Linked DNA regions of Danio rerio: region 1 is linked to region 2. A link is a contact called in public Hi-C data. All regions are on one chromosome and are shown on one strand. The core of a region is the stretch at or near the end of the contact, and the rest is flanking DNA. Distances in the headings are between cores, read along the strand shown. Region 1 holds the start of erlin1 (ER lipid raft associated 1). Region 2 holds the start of echs1 (enoyl CoA hydratase, short chain, 1, mitochondrial).

Region 1 (3,565 bases), core at 107-2,606, 140 kb after region 2:
GATCAAAATTGTAAGTCGCTGTTTGAATTTCTAAAAAAAATAAAATAAAATAAAAAAAATGTTCCACATGGAAAAAATGTCAGCCGAACAGGTTTTGAGACAATATGAGGTTGAGTAAATGACAGAATGTTCATTTTTAGGTACGCTATGATTTCAGTGAAAAGCACACAATATTGTCTTTAGCCTTTTATAAGTGTTTTACAAATTAATAACATCGGCAGAAAAAAAATATCAATGCATCTGCAATCCAACTTCCTCAAACTCACCTGTAATACACAGCTAAATGTCCTTCCTCGATCTTGTGTATGGAAGAATGAAGCAGAATGGCCATTAGACCGGCCATAGCAGCAACAACTGCCCCAACATGTGCCATTATCCCTCAGTCTGCACTCACCTGCACGGAGACAAAGGGGAATGTTAAGCTGATCCTCTGGATATGGATAAACAATCAATTTAGGTGACAAAAGATCAGCTTATAACACAAACTAGTGCCCTGATTGCAAACATATAATCAGATCAGCCTGTGCTGCATAACCTCCATCCACACACAAATAAATAATCTCTAGGCAAACCGAGATAACAGGTTTTCAAAGTCCAACAGACCCACCCACAGCCCCCACACACGGAAGTTATACGAAAATGCAAATGCACAATACAAACATATGCAAATAACTGCATTCTTATGGCAACAGGGTGCATGCATTAGTGAAAGCTACACAAGACACACACTGCTATTTTAGGGAAACGACAGACTGTCAGCGAGCAGGCGGTTTGGCTGTGCTTTAACACCCAGTAAGCCTTCTACATAGGCAGCAAGTGAAGAAGTGCAGCTTTTTATTTTAAGACGCCTATTAAGCTTTCTTAGTAGCCTATTAAAACACAGCCTGCCCATTCCCTGTCCAGGCTATGTAGGCTAGCTCTTACTTCCTCAAAATGAAATCATGACTCGCCTGTATTACTGTACATTACACTGCAAATTCTGACATGAGTGAGATTAATCTGTAAGAAGACTGGTACATTAATCTAGTCACGTAATCCACACATTGTAGACGCCACAGCACCACGCACACACGACTCAATTCACGCTAACCAACGCCCGCGGCTCGCTAACTAGGCTAATTATATGAAATGCAAAGCAAACCTTGTGGCAAAACGAGCTTCTGTCAAGTTAAACGACATATACGAGGAGCTAGCAGCAGCCGCAGGAAGCATTTACAGACCATTCGTTCAGTTGACGGACAACGCCGTCCCTTCACTTTTGCAAGACATTACTTTTTACTCACGACGCTGTGCCCAACATTGTAGGTTGGAAGGTTCCCACTGAAACGCTTTGTGAATCCGATACAGATTCCCTTTCAAAATCTGCCCAAACAACCTTTCAAAATAAAAGTCGCCATCTGGGATAAAACGAAAAACATAGAAACAAACAAACAAAAAAGTAATGATAATATTGATGATGATGATTATTATTATTTATAGTAGAAGTAGTACTGGTAGTAGTAGTAGTACTACTACTGAAATGGCTGTTATTTTTATTACCTAGTAACAATAAAAGATTATTACAATAGCCTATTTATTATATAAATTATATGGGTATTTTTAATCCACGGACAGTAAAAATAATCAGTAATAATTTTAATAGCGAAAGCTTGAATCTATAAACTCTGTAGTCAAGTTATACAATATAATTTATATTATATTTCGTTAATCATTATAATTTTTAAAACATATAATATATATATTAGTAGTTTAATAATAATAATAATAATAATAATAATAATAATAATAATAATAATAATAATGTGTTAAAAGCTATGGTTAAAAGTCTAACGTTATGTGGTGTTGGTTGCTAAGGAAACGGACGCAAGCACAGATGGTGGCTGAAATGGATGTGCTGCGAAACTTCGAAGTTCAGTGAGTTACAGTCCATTGATTAAAAAGCGTGGATAATCTTTGATTAATTTACGTAACTGTTAAATAAATTGTAGCTTGTGAAGGTATCCAGTCTGTAAAACAGGATTATCTATGCTAACGCTCTACCTAGCACTAATGGTAAAATGCGTCTTCAACGTGCTAACTTTAATCCAATCTCAAAATATGTTACAAATATTGTAGTATTCGTTGCAAGGGCAATATGGCATACAAAAATACAGAAATGCTGTTTTAATGTTGATTATTATCTTCAAGATGGGTGCAAGGATTCACCAATGGCACATTTAGGTTTGTCGACAAGAAAACAGTTTGCTACACCTGCGGAAACTTCATCGTTTTCCTCAATGTGGAAACTAAAGAGAGGAAGACGCTGCAGAGTCCCGGCTCTGGTATTGGAGCATTTACAGCCAGTGGGCAACGTAGGTGTATTGCTTTCTCTGATCTCGGACTCAAGCCTTCCATCTTTATCTACAAATATCCAGAGCTTGAGCTGACAAGTGAACTAAAAGGTCAGTCAATGCTTAGTTACAGCTTTAGCACAGGGGTTGTCAAACTGGGGTCCAGGGCAGGGACACTTGGGAGGAGCAGATGTGTGTACTGGGGGTTAGTGGAAAAGTTTTGAGAAACACTGTAAAAAAAAAAGTAATTATTACAGATTAAAGTAACTAAATCAATTTAAAATTAAGGCACTACCCAACGAATGTAGTTTATTAAAAACATAAAAATACATAAATATTTAGGACATTTAGCATTTATGATATACATTTTTCACAAGTATGAATTGTGTCATTATACAGGAAACTATATCAAAGTGTGTTACATTTTAGCTGGTCATAGTGGTCATATCTGGGAGTCTGTGTTGTCCAATCTGTTTTGGTACAAAGTTTTTATACAGTCTATGGTACAAACTCATACCGTTTTTTTTTAGGCACAACTAAACTGGGCTATACGGCTTTGGCACTTTGTGATACTGGTCCTTATTTAGTTAGTGCATCACCCATGCCTGATCACATCATTACGTTATGGTAAAATACATGTTTCACTTGCAATTTTATTTAATAAATAATAGCTTTTTATTTTTATGTATTTATTTTTGTTTTATATTACTAACTAATACCCACTTTTTAGGAACTGGGAGAGTGGCCTTCCACTTTGTAGCCATTCTCTTTTGGATGAGGACATCTCAGCACTGGTTTTTAACCCCATGAACTGGTGTCAAATTTGTGCAATAAAATCAAAGTCTCTAACCATCTGGAATGTTGAAAGATGTGACAACTACCATTTAATGAAGCCTAGGTAGAGTGTCTCTCCAGCAGATGTCACTGTTATTTGCACATGGATTACATATACTGTACCAATGATAGTAATGCACAGGCATAATTTATTGTCCACGTTACCCTTTCTTTATGTTTGCTTGGCAGTGCTGTCAATCTCCCTGGCACTGATGGGTCAGCTATTGAGTGTGAACCAAATCAGTCTCATTTACTCAATGGGAAGCTGACATACTTAGGTCCTCAAATGCCCACTTCAGCAATAGCTGGACTGATTGGAGACCAAGCTGACAACTTTGTGGTATAAGCTATATCTTTAGTAGTGTATTTTTGTGTAGATATCTCCTGAATATTTATTAATG
Region 2 (3,506 bases), core at 120-2,619:
TGGAAAAACTAATAAAATATTCTGAAACGATATGACAGAGAGAAATACTAAAATATTTAGTGTCCTGCACCAAAAGCACATCGAAACAACCAAATATAATAACCTAAATTACATTTTAGAAAGATCTTTACATACCGTCCAATGTCAGCGATGGCCAGAAACTTAATGCAGGTCACACCAGTTTCTCAACGTCATCGACGGTTTTTCGAACACATTCTTTTTTAGAACGCCACTGAATATGGTAACCACAGCAACGCCAATACGCCGCCTTATTCAATTATCTTAAAGGTGCAGTGCGCAATTTTCGTGAAGCACTGTAGAATATAATAATAATACTAATAATTTTAAGTATGTGGGTCCCTGTAACACTATCTTTTGATTATATTATCTTTTGAGTAAATAATAGCAACTTTAATTCTTAGTTTGATTAACTTTTGTATGTTTATATTCTATTTTATGCATGTGTGTCTTATTTTTCAGACATATATAATCTGTATCTAACATGTATGTAATCTCTGAAAAATATATAGTTCAGTTAAGGCCACCAGAGAGCAATGTAGTCTCAACTTTAGTGTCTCAAAATATAGGCTAAATCATATATATGTAATAAATAGCTAGACGCCTCGTGGTCTGCTTCGGTGTTGCTCTGATACGTCAACGCGGCCGCCATCTTTAATCTGGTCATCAGTGCGCTATAAACAGACACAACTGAACGGGGAAGCTGCTGTTTTCTCGGATATAAAATAACGCTTATATTTATTAACTGATTATAGTTTTATAGTGTGAAAAAACTTCAGTTACCTATAAGTAAGAAAGCTGAAACTTGCAATGTATATTTTAATGTATAAAGAGAGCTGTATTTTAAATAAATGTATCTATAGTATCCCCTTTACCAAAAATAGTTTTATAACAGTTGACAGAAAGAACCCCACATTATTATAATAGTGCAAATTCTTTACAATATAATGTAAAATAAAATAATATATATTTATCTGAAAATATTAATTAATAAAAACAAATAGAATATGAAATAGTATGTGTGTGCTTTAATAATAACTATAATTCAATAACAAGTAACAATACTAATAGACCATTGCATACACCATTGGCTAAAATGAACGCATAAAAGGTCATTTATGTCATTGGCAGTGACTGTTTTGCAGGTTTGGGTGTGGATAGTTGTGAAAATACAAAGTTAATACGATTAAATAATTACTCGCCTCGTTCTAGCAGCTTGATTAGAACTGTAAGCGGTTGTCAGAAAGGAGGGATTTTGTTACACTACCTGGCATCCTGACTATGCCGACGTCACTGTTGACAGCCAACCAGCGCGACTTCAGCAGCGCTACCCTTGACCCTGTACACAACCATGGCGCTGCTCTGCAGATCAACAGGGTTACTTCTCAAACACAGCAAACTGCTGCCCTCTGCTTTAGCAGCGACAAGGCAATCCAGTTCAGGTAATTTAATCATGTGTAGATAAAAATTATCGCTTCGTTTTCAGGATCTGGAGTTTTGTTGTGAATGGAAACTTGCGTCATTTGTCTGCTCTGGTTTTTTGTTACGTTACTGCTGAATGTGTTTGAGAGTATTATTGAGGTAAAGTTGGTCTTACTTTCACACATTTAGACTTTCTTCTTTTATAATATAATTTCAGAAAAGTATTCAATTCTAAGTTGTGAAATAATATAAGCAGCCACTGACTATCAAAGTACACCACTGTTCACAGTCAATCAAATAGTGCTAATGTTTTGAAGTCATACTTGCATGTTAATTTAGTCAGAATATTCAAAATACTGTGGTAAACAACATATAAGGAGCTGTCACTGAACGAATGTGCGAATATGAAACCAAATGTACCTCAATGTTGAGAGTTATAAGGAACAATTAGCTTTATATGAAGAAATAAAATTAGTGTCAGAGTCAGACTCTGAACAGTTTTCACTCAGGAGCGATAATAAATTGTAACAACCAATGCAAATAGATGGAGAGTTTACTTAAAATTTGAAGAACGCTCATAATCTTTGATCAACATAAATAAAAAAGGCATTTTGCATTGTAGTAGCTTCATGTATGCTTCTGTTTCATTTGAAACACTTATTTCAAACTTAAATTTGAAATTATAGAGATATATGTATACTCTTAATGCAGGGGTCACCAACATTTTATAAACTGAGAGCTACTTCTTGGGTATCGTTTAATGTGAAGGGCTACCAGTTTGATACACACTTCCTAATAACAAATTTGCTCAATTTACTTTTAATTATATGTTATTAATAATCATGTTAATGATTTATCACAATAGTTGTCAACAATGATTGGAAACAGATAAATATCAATCAATGCAAGTGTGATTTAAAAAGAATAGCTACAAAAAGTATTAGATGCAGCTTACTGGTATGTGGTGCTATGGTAAGCTAATTTTATAACAGGCCCACGGGCAACTCATGTGATCCTCAGGGGCACCATGTTGGTGACCCCTGTCTTAATGAGATTATTAGGGATATCTCCAGAATTAAAAGCTGAGTCAGCAATGCTGAGATCATGTATTTTTTATAATCATTTATTAAAAATCATATGGAGCCAGTGTGAGTTACTTTGACCCTTACCTTCATGTCTTTTGCAGGTGTCCAGTATGAGTACATTCTGGTGGACAAAAAGGGTGAAAAGAAGAATGTTGGCTTCATCCAGCTGAACAGACCAAAGGCCCTGAATGCTCTTTGTGATGGACTCATGCTGGAGGTGGGCAAAGCGCTCGATGCATTTGAGATGGACAGTGAAGTGGGAGCAATCGTCGTCACCGGGAGTGAAAAAGCCTTTGCAGGTGTGAAACTGTAGGTGAAGGCAGTTGTGTTGTATTGAACTGATTTGAAACTGTTGTTGTGTGTTTTATCTGCTTTGATAGCTGGTGCTGACATTAAAGAGATGCAGAATCGAACCTTCCAAGAGTGTTATGGTGGAAACTTCTTGGCACATTGGAACAGGGTATCAACAGTCAAGAAGCCTGTTATTGCTGCGGTCAATGGGTTTGCGGTGGGTAAATGTTTTTAATGCATTCACCTAAAAGACTTTTAACATTAATTTACATTTAGGCATAAACATAATGTCTTCTCCAGCTTGGCGGAGGATGTGAGTTTGCTATGATGTGTGACATCATCTATGCTGGAGAGAAGGCACAGTTCGGACAGCCAGAAATCCTGCTTGGGACCATTCCTGGTACAATAAAGCATCCTTTCATGATTTTTCAGATTTACAAATGACAAAGAAATATAAATGCAATACTTACAGATCACAACATTTCATCTTTGTATTGTTCCAGGTGCTGGTGGCACTCAGAGGCTTACAAGAGCAGTTGGAAAATCCCTTGCGATGGAGATGGTTCTCACTGGAGACCGAATCTCAGCCCAGGAGGCAAAACAGTCTGGTTTGTCTTTTAAATTTACTTTTGCACTACAGCCTTTTTCTTCTTTTCTTATTTTAATATATGAACTAATGTATTCTTCTAT

The links. Hi-C and Micro-C count contacts between places; a contact is called where the count stands out from the background.
Region 1: a Hi-C map of hematopoietic stem cells shows a contact between it and region 2, with 2.9 times the contacts expected there. The contact joins the promoter of erlin1 here to the promoter of echs1 in region 2. A contact is called at or near these places in 3 of 18 Hi-C or Micro-C datasets (caudal fin, hematopoietic stem cells and an unstated tissue).

Annotation. Positions count from the first base shown.
Region 1 is chr13:27,932,134-27,935,698 of GRCz12tu, forward strand. It overlaps erlin1 (ER lipid raft associated 1), which reads right to left and starts at 1,357. Exons shown (of 12, transcript NM_001014303.1): 1 at 1,273-1,357; 2 at 267-394. The coding sequence starts at 373. cfap43 (cilia and flagella associated protein 43) reads left to right here and starts at 1,849. Exons shown (of 38, transcript XM_692047.6): 1 at 1,849-1,914; 2 at 2,188-2,441; 3 at 2,861-2,957; 4 at 3,061-3,228; 5 at 3,354-3,504. The coding sequence starts at 1,874.
Region 2 is chr13:27,793,818-27,797,323 of GRCz12tu, forward strand. It overlaps echs1 (enoyl CoA hydratase, short chain, 1, mitochondrial), which reads left to right and starts at 1,370. Exons shown (of 8, transcript NM_001004529.2): 1 at 1,370-1,460; 2 at 2,627-2,824; 3 at 2,906-3,033; 4 at 3,117-3,216; 5 at 3,320-3,424. The coding sequence starts at 1,370.